Regions from separate parts of the Gossypium hirsutum genome. Here region 1 is linked to region 2. The links are chromatin contacts, called in public Hi-C maps. All regions are on one chromosome and are shown on one strand. Each heading gives the region's core, a stretch centred on a gene start, on an enhancer-like site or on the middle of the called end of the contact. The rest is flanking DNA. Distances are from core to core; before and after follow the strand shown. Region 1 holds the start of LOC107957304 (protein trichome birefringence-like 30). Region 2 holds the start of LOC107960006 (phosphoinositide phospholipase C 2).

Evidence for each region. A called contact is a pair of places that touch in the nucleus more often than the background predicts.
Region 1: a contact with region 2 is called in a Hi-C map of leaf, with 1.5 times the contacts expected there. The contact joins the promoter of LOC107957304 here to the promoter of LOC107960006 in region 2. A contact is called at or near these places in 2 of 34 Hi-C or Micro-C datasets (both in leaf).

Annotation. Positions count from the first base shown.
Region 1 is chrA05:79,556,701-79,561,892 of Gossypium_hirsutum_v2.1, reverse strand. It overlaps LOC107957304 (protein trichome birefringence-like 30), which reads left to right and starts at 1,730. Exons shown (of 5, transcript XM_041112498.1): 1 at 1,730-2,211; 2 at 2,441-2,533; 3 at 2,637-2,836; 4 at 2,954-3,075; 5 at 3,176-3,665. The coding sequence starts at 2,176. The coding sequence ends at 3,180.
Region 2 is chrA05:78,967,328-78,972,168 of Gossypium_hirsutum_v2.1, reverse strand. LOC107960006 (phosphoinositide phospholipase C 2) reads right to left here and starts at 2,039. Exons shown (of 9, transcript XM_016896202.2): 1 at 1,566-2,039; 2 at 913-1,109; 3 at 618-753; 4 at 299-541; 5 at 1-220. The coding sequence starts at 1,862.

The DNA of each region.
Region 1 (5,192 bases), core at 481-2,980, 590 kb before region 2:
TTTCGAGCCGGGCCGAGCCCAAGCCTTGAAAACAGATAAAATTTTTTTATGGGCCCGACCCGACCCGACCCGACCCGACCCATACACACCTCTATCAGCAACTATGGATGTGAAAACTATCCTCAGTAACAATATGAATAATGGGTTTATATTCATTTTTTAACCCATTTTTTCTAGCTGCCTCGAAATCCATCAATTCAAACAAAAAATTTCTTTCTCAGTAAAAAAAGTATATGTATCTACATTAACTTGATTAAACCAGAGTCAAAAAGCACAATCATTAAAATAATCTATTTATTTGCTGACTTTTCATTCTTTCTTAACCTTTTTTCCTTGTTTGTTTACTAAAAATAATTGTTTAAACAAAACATAACATGATAACGAATCTAATTTAGTCATTCTAAAGGTTCAAACTTAAAAGAAATTGAAATCCATTAATTGTTGTCCACTCAACAGCTCAAACATGACAAAAAGACATTTCTTTTCGAAGAAGAAAAGTAATTAGAGATAGAGCAACAATGGCGTATTGTCAAACACAATGGTTGCCAATCATCAAGATCTCAAACATATGATGTCAAACCCCTTAAACTAGAAAAAAAAGGGAACCATCACCATCCACTGTTAGTTTGAAAATGCTTTTTAAAAATGTTTTTATCAACTACTTTTGAAAAATAATTTTTAAAAGTTTAATTTAAAATTTGTATGTTTAACATTACTGTAAAAAAATATTTTGAGAAAATATGTATTTAAATAATATTTAAATTAGTTAATATTATTATATTTTAGTAAAAATATAAAAGAAATTATTATAACTTGTTGTTAATATTTTAATATATAAAATATAAAATATAAATTTTAAATATTTTTAAGCAATAAATATTAATTATTTATAAAATTTAATTAAAATATATAAACTATATTTTAAATATTTAAATATAACTATTAAATATTTGTAATTAGTATTTTAAAAAATATTTTTTATTTTTAATTAATAATTTTAATACATTTGTAATTAAGTACCAAGAAAAAAAAAATAAGTATTATGTTATTGGATGAGTGAAAAAATAATTAAGTACTAAAAGTGCTTTTGGAAAAAAAAACTAAAAGTTTTACTTTCTCATTTTCAAAAGTATTTTTCAAAAACACTTTTAAAAAGTTAAAAATTTTAGAAAAACAATTTATTTAGCTTTAAAAGTACTTTTAGAGTTAAAAGTATTTTTTTTAAGTATTGTAAAACACGCCATTAGACATTAGCCACTAATGAACATATTAAAGCATAAATCCCTGTTACTAATCGACTTTCGTTTTCATTGAAAGCCTTGCTTAATAATCAGACCAAGACTCCATAAGAGAGGGAAGACTGGGAGCCACCCCAGCCCGATCGAAAACAGCAACCGGGGGCACCTAATCCGGATCAGCACCCATACAGTGACAACATTAGCGTGTCTAATCGTAAAAATTAGTTGGTTGTTTGATTTGCCACATTTTTAATGAAACCAACGAAAATTAATTTAATGGATAAACCAGTAAATATCAACAGTACTGGTTAAAACACATCAAGCAAGGTAAGAAAAAATTGTGGGTGGTAAAAAGTACAGGCATTCTAAATTCGATCCTGTACTTATTCTTACCCCTAAAAAAAAAGAAGGAAAAAGAAACAGTAACAGAAGCTGTTGTTAGTTAAAAAATGGGAGGTTGACTTATACCTATTAGAAAAGAAGTTAAAAACAGATAAAGAAAAATATAAAACTCCCAAGAACAGAAATTCAGTCTCTGATAGAGTGATAGGGAATCAGTAACAATGAGACCTTTTGATAAGACCCAAAGATGCAATTACTTCCCCATGCTAACCATAGTAACTTTTTCAACTTTGTTCTTTGGATTCTTTTGTTACAATCAATACATGAAAACCATTCCATTCCCAGATTTCAAACACCAACACCCCTTCCAGGAATCTTCAAACTCAACCTATGTTCAACTTCAAGAAACAAACAAAGCTGACGATGGTGACTATGAAAGGATTGTTTCGCCATTAGAAGAGTGTGATATCTTCACAGGAGAATGGGTTTTTGATAATGGGTCATCACACCCTTTATACAAAGAAGATGACTGTGAGTTCCTTACTGACATGGTAACTTGCTTGAAGAATGGAAGGCCTGAATCTTTATACCAGAAATGGAGATGGCAGCCCAGAGACTGCTCTTTGCCCAAGTAAGTACTTTCTTTCTCTAAGTACTTGGTAATTCTTTTCAGATTCATTCTTTTAGTCTTCCATTTTTCTTCAAGTACCTTGTTCCTTGCATATTTTGAAACGATATGCTACTCCATAAACCCTTGAATAGTTAAAAATTTTGGGTTAAGGTTTGAGGCAAATTTATTGCTGGAGAAACTTAGAGGAAAGAGGCTAATGTTTGTTGGGGACTTCATAAATTTGAACCAGATGCTATCTATGGTTTGTATGGTTCAATCTATTATCCCACCAGAGAAGAAGAGCTTTAGTTATGCAAGCTATACCACTGTCTTTAAAATGAAGGTAATTGCTTGCTGCTGTTTCTACAATATTTTAACTCATTGATTGATTTCATTCAAATAACTAAGAGAAAAAAAAAATGAAAGAATTTGTTTGAACTGTGTAGGATTACAATGCTACACTGGAGTTTTACTGGGCACCATTTCTGGTTGAATCCAATGTAGACCCTCCAACAATGAGGTATGGCACAGTGGTTCCTGTAGTCAAGCTTGAATCAATCTCAAAACACGGGGATAACTGGAAAAATGTGGATTATCTCATCTTTAATACATATATTTGGTGGAGGTACCCCACCATGAAAGCTCTGTAAGTTCTTACATTTGTTGGCTTTTTTACATTCTTTAGTACATACGGTTCTGAAATACTAGAAAATTTCACTCAATTCTTCCTTCAAAACTGACCGAAAAGGCAGCGAATTTTCAGTAATGGGGCAACGGATTCTGTCGACGTTGATCAGAATGTAGCATATGAGAGGGCTTTGAAATCATGGGCTAAATGGGTGGAAGAAAATGTTGATTCTAATAGAACTTCAGTGTTCTTCAGCAGTATGAGTCCTACACATATGAAGTATAAACTAGCGAACACTTGAAAACTTCTCAGTTAGATGGTTCTAAACAGATACTTTAACACATTTCGTGTATGCAGATTAAAACAGGCGCTCTGATTGGAATAGCACGAATAGGATCAAGTGTTGGAACGAGACATCTCCGTTTCCGAACATATCGAGAATTGATGTGGGTACCAATCGGCAGCTTTTCATAACCACGGTGAATGTCATTCAATCCATGAAAATACCCCTTCACTTCTTCAACATAACGAGGCTATCCGAATACCGGAAAGATGCACATACATCAATCTATGCAGCTCCTGGTGGTAAGTTGCTGACGCAAGAACAAAAATCTGATCCAGCAAGGTATGCAGATTGTTTGGATTGGTGTCTGCCTGGATTGCCTGATACGTGGAATGAATTGCTATTTGCACTTATCATTTACCGAACTTGACTTTGATTGTCATGATTGATTCAGTCCTAGAGATTAATGTATGATTTAGAAAAATGATTCGGTTTTTATCTGTTACAAGATTAAGAATACAAGAACTCCTTTTCTTATAACCATTTTGGTGCAATTTAGAACAATTTTGAATGTGCTTTGAGGTCTAGCTTGGTTAGAAGCTGCAATGGATTGTAGGTACTAGATAGGAAAGCAAGCGGTCCTTGAGATCTTCAGGTCCAAATATGGTAGGACAAGTATTAAAAATAAGGGTAAATTATACCAATAGTTACTCAACTTTGATTTTAATGATAAAATAATCACTCAATTTTAAATTCAGTCACTCAACTTTCAAAAAATAATAAATCGGTCACTAATATTATTGAAAAGTGACAAATCAGTCACTTATTAACATTTTTTGTTACAGGCCTAATCGGATAGGTGACATGGCAGTTAACTAGTTGACGTCACTAGTTAACTTGCCACATTGGACATTTTCCTATCATCCCTCTTACATGCCACCATTAAACAACAAAAATAGAAAGAGAAATTTAAGGGGCTTTTTCAACATTTTTCTTCATCCCTATTGGCTCATTCACCACCACCCTCGACATTAGCCACCTCCATAAGTCCACTATCATTTAATCACCACACCAGCATCACTCACTCTCACTCATTTGCCAAGACTCCACCATAACTGCCAAATCCCAACCTCTAACATTTTAGACCTGTGAAATCTAAACCAAAAACAAAAATAACAAATAACAAGAATCCAAAATCAAGCTAGCAAAAAAAAAAACAATAATCCCAATTGGCTTGCATCAAAAGAGAGAAGTAAAAAAAAAAACTAAAAAAGAAAGAGAATCAAAAAGGAAGAAACCCACACCCATTTCGGGTTTTACGGGATGGAGAACTTGAGCCACCAATTTGATGATCCGAGCGGTCATGTAACACCTCTAACTCGTATTCACTGTCGAAACAGGGTCTCAAAGTATTATTGGAACTTTTAGAACATTTTACAAATAATTTTGTAAATTCCTATACATTAACCGAAATCATTCAAAACGTCCATTGATTGGACCTTGGAGGCCCAATACGAACATAAGAATCGAGTAGGGACTTAATCGGGAGCTCTAAAAATTTTTTGAGAAATTTCAAAAATTTTCCAAGGTACAGGGCACACACGCCCGTGTGGTCCAAGGGACACGCCTGTGCTACAGGCTGTGTTTGACCCCATGTAACTCTCTGACTTGTGCACACGGCCATGCCACACTCCCGTGTGCTAGGCCGTATGGTTAATTAATTTAATTTGAAATTAGGTGCAGGTTTCACACGGCCAAGACAAATGCTCGTGTTCTAGGCCGTGTAGCACACACGGTTGAGACACACGCCCGTGTCTTTGCCCGTGTGCTCAATTCTGAGCATTCTGTTTCTCAAAATTAAGGTGCACATGGCCTAACCACATGCCCATGTTACCAGACACACGGCAAGACACACACTCGTGTGTCTGTTTGTGTGGACAATGAAGCCATTTCTAGCTTCATTTCTCACCCAAAATTTCACCCAAGACCTGCACTTGAAACACACATCCAATACCAACCAATCCAAGCATTCAAATTAAACAATTCCATCATTCATCGTGGCATACCACTACATGCATATGTGATTATAAA
Region 2 (4,841 bases), core at 790-3,289:
TTACAATTTGTTTTCCATGAGTTACTACAGCCTTTTCAAATTTTTGCTCACTCATGCTAAGACGTGTCACTTTATCAGGATCCACCCTTAGCCACGAATCAAATCCACCCTTGGGCTTCCCGGCAAGAATGCCGATTAAATGTTTATATTCTGGGGCTAGAGAATGCTGCGACTTTTCTCCATCATCTGTATCTTCCTCATCTTCTTCATCGAAATCATTCTGTCATAAGAGAAATCATGAAGAAAATGTAAATTCTATTGAAACAGCTAGTAAACCGCAATTTGTATCACCAGACACCTTGTAATTGGCTACATGACTGCCTTTAAGGTCCGGAACTTCATTTCCCCAAGCTTCTTCATCACTGGCCTTACCCCGTTGTGAATCATCCTCTTTATCCTTAACTTCTTTCGCCTCCAAGTATTCCTTTGGCGGTTTTGTAGATATGATTATGCGTCTCTTCAATGATTCTGGACAGGGGAACTCTTTGAAGCATTCCGGGCCAGGAGAAAACAAGATCTCTCCAAATGTTTGAGTGACCATCTAGAAGTTAGTCATAGAAGCGTAAATTATCGGAATATCAGACAATTAAATCCACATCAGAAGGACTGAGACTTACCTCAGCAACTTTAGCCTGAAGCTTTGGCGTAAGGTGATCTTCCAGAGTTATGACAACCGGATATTCTGAGGCTACAAAAGCATACTCTTTAATAGACCTCAAACACTTGATGAGTTCCACCGGAGTAGTCAATGTCCTACATGAAGGAAACATTTGTTATTCTCTCGGAAGCGGGGGACAGACATGGACTGCTCCTTCGAAACATACCAAAATATTGCAATGTAAGTATGACAAGTTGCGTAAAATTATCAAGGATAGATCCATTCAAGTAACTCTTTGCAGTTGAAGAACATACCCTCCATGAAGAACATCGACATCATCTTTCGTCGAATTCGGCCATATATCCAATTCTATCACCCGCACACCTCTCTTAAGAGCATTTATGATGGGGACATCACTGCACTCACTACTGAGTTGGTTCCCAGTAAGGTAAGAATTGTGACCAGTATATATGAAATAATGTGACAAAGGAGCACTCATATCATGGTGAACCTGAAATAAAACAAATGAACATGATAGCACAAAAAGAAGAAAACTAAAACAATTTGCTTTAGCAATCAAACAAGAAAGTGAGTTGGCCCCAACTTTTCGCACGGATCGGTATCATCACAGGACCTTCTTCAAAGCTACTAATCCAGTCACTAGACATTACAGCTTGCTGAGCTGAAAATAGGTATTAGTTTCATTTAAATCCCATAGAACCCAACACCAAAGTTTCCAACTAGAAACAATAAGGGTAAGCAAATTATCCTTTTTTAGTAAAGGTGAAAACTCAAAGAGGGAACAAACTTCAAATCACGTATAAAAATGTTCCACTTTGCTCCCAAAATTTTCACAGCATCCAAACAAAAACACAAATCAACTAATTTGGACGGAAGCATTCAAAGCCCAATTAATAAACCTAAAAAGGACAAAGGGCAATCCAAAGAGAGAGAGAAATATGATTACCCCAAGAGAAGCAAGAGGAGGATTAATATCACCAAAGAGGTACTTAAAAAAAGCTTCGAGGTTTACACCCTTTCTATGAAAATGTTTAACACTATCAATAATCTTCTGAGCATCTTCTCTGGTAGCCTTATCTTCTTTCTGAACCTCGACCAAGAACCTCTGCAGCCCATCAATGGTCATTATCCCATTCTCGGAGTATTGTTCGAACAGTTTCTTGATATCCTCTGGTGCCTCTGAAACTGCCAGCCTAAACCTCCTCTGGAAGCAGAAACAAACCCTGTAAGTTTGTTTGGACATTTGTTTTTTCTTACAATTCCCAAATATACAACTGGGAACCAGCAAATCTAGACTGTCTGATTTTGTTTAGTTTTTTAAGTGCAGGTTTCTTGCTGTTTCAACTTCTTGAAGACGATGATGAGTTTCATTTCCAGTAAAGATGGTTTACGACACTTCAGGGGATGTGATGGGATGGGACCAATATGTGAAAGCGGGTCGCACTCACATAGTTAAACATGTGGACCCCGAGCTGCCTGTATTTTATTGCATGAGCATAGTTTTTTACGTCTGAAAGGATCATTTTATCTCTAGGGGAAATTGCACATAAGATAATTAAATTATTAATAAAATTATATTTTGGTTAATTTTAAAAATTATAACATAGTTAATAATTTATTTGAAAATTTTTATTTAAATCAGTAAATTATTTAAAATTTTTTATTTGAGTTATTGAGTTGATATATATATATATATTAAATTTGACTAATGAGCTCCAAATGATAATTCGATAAATGATAAGATAGATCAATATCCAATGACAAGTAAAAAAATATTTCTTAGATCCAAGTCGATCTCATAGTTACTGTTGGAGATTAAAGAATAAAGTTGTTAAGATTTTGATTCGTAAATTTATAAGGTTTAAAGATGTTTCAAAAAAAAATTGAATTGTAAAAAAGAGGGAGAATAAGAGCTTTCAATTAGTATAAACAGTATGAATAAAAAAGTCATACAACAACGATTTTAACAACTGAATAATTTAAATAAAAAATTTTAAATAATTTAAGGATCATTTTATAACTTTTTCTAAATTAAATGAACAAAATTTAATTTATTTTACTATGGTGGGACTGCCAAAAGTCAAATGTGAAAAGTAAAGGGTTTATTCTACTCCAATCACAATGCAGGGAAAATGGTGATGTTTACAGTTATCACTCTTCTGTGTCTCTATCTTAGGCAAGTAAAGAAAGGATTTATATTAAAATCAAATTGAAAACTTTTTAATTTCAGATTTATAGAATATAATTTGTCATGTCTTTGGTCTTCTTTTTGGAGGGATATACCGTTGCTGGGAATTATTATCCTTTCGCTTTTTTATATTTCTTTTTTCATGCTTTGTGCAACATATCTTTTTTTATTATTATTGTAAATTCAAAGTTGTTAGTCAATAAATTCATATCTTATCTTTATTTAAATTTTTAACATATTTACAGGACTCATAAAATCTAACACCTACACACAAAACACGACAGATCGAAAGAAACAGCTAACAGTTGTCACATTAACTTCTTATTGTCGGTATTTTCTTTTTCAAAATCATTTAAGATCTTTTAGTCAACTTTTTCAATTTCATTACAACCAAACAATTTAGTAGAAACCCGCAATTTTGAAAGCACTCACTCTAAAGCTCTTAAAATGTATTTGAAATTTTGGAAATATATTATAATAATAATAATCAGTTCAACAATTATTTTTTCTTATCAAGTACTTGTTGTATGCAATATGAAAGTAATATATGATTAGATATAATTATGATGTTCTAAATATTCAAGTTATTAAGCAATTACACTTGGTCATATCAATACAAGGGTTATATAGATACAAGTAGAGAAATGTATGAATATCAGTTATGAACATATTTTTCACACAGTTTCAGTCGGAAGCAGTCAACGTTGAATATGTTACCATCATGCAATGCAAGCGACAATGAGAGTGATGTTGAGGTCAGAATAGCAGTGATCCCATTGGCTTCCTCTTCCTTCCAAGCTTCAAAACCCATCCTCCACTTCTCAAGATCGAGCTGCTTCCGACACTACACTCAAGATGCATAAACATCTAAAGGAATAAGCTTTAAACAAATAAGAGGACCCTCACAATTAGCCTTCTTCTGCTGTTACAAAAAAGAAAATGATTGTCAATAACACGCACACACAATTTTTTTGGCGAGCAAATGTATAAATCAGCAAGACATTAAAATCACACGTTCAATAACAATCATTCTCCGACTGCAAGTAACCATTTTTTGCTTTGAATAAAGTGGAACAGACTTTCATTGAGAAAAAAATCAAACATATAACCACCAAACTTTTGAGAGCTATATAGAGGGAAAAATTATACTTTTTATTGAAACAGTCAGGAGGAACGCTTATGGATATGGCTTGCCTTCTTGAGCAAAGCCACAATGGCAATTCTAATTTTACTCCTGAGGAGATCAAGTAATTTAACAAAAACTTATGGAGTTTGTTCCGGAACTGCTCCATTGGCTGCTTCATGAAAAACAACTGGAACATACTGCAATGAGTTCAAAGAGGGAAAAAATGAAATTTTCAAGATGCGGGATGTGAGAATTTTTAAATCAACCTCTTCCACTGTTAGAAATTCATCGACATTGTAGTAATTTGCCATTTCGTTTTTCCCATTTTCTCATTGATTCTGGGAACAAGGAGATTGAATTGGAGGAAAGGAAATTTGTGTGATAATTGAAGGGGAAGTGTACGGCAAACGTCTGTGAGCTCTTCTTAATGGGCCAATGCTGAACTAGATTCAAGGTCAAAAAGGGCTTTGACAACTTGGGCCAGTTGCATAGACCTCCTCTTAAGGCCTATTTTACCGACCTTTGCTTTCTCGGTTTATATTACTCTAACACGTCACGTAAGATGAGTTTACTTTTTCACAACCGAGTGTAGCGAAGATGGTCGGATGGAATTGAATTCAGCGAAAAATTTTTAAGTTTATAGAAAGAAAAAATTTTAGTTAAATTGAATTGAATAAAATTGTTTATGTTGAATTAAAAATTAATATTTTAAAATTAAAATTTGTTTACAATATAATTAATTTCGTATTATAGCACATAAATTTTAAACCATATCTATTTAAAAACTTTTTTCAAAGTAAAATAGTTAAAAATTAGATACTTTAGTATAATAAACATGAATAATTAATTTACTTATTTATATCCCAAAATTATTATTTTATAAAATTTTTAAAATTTTAATTTTCTTT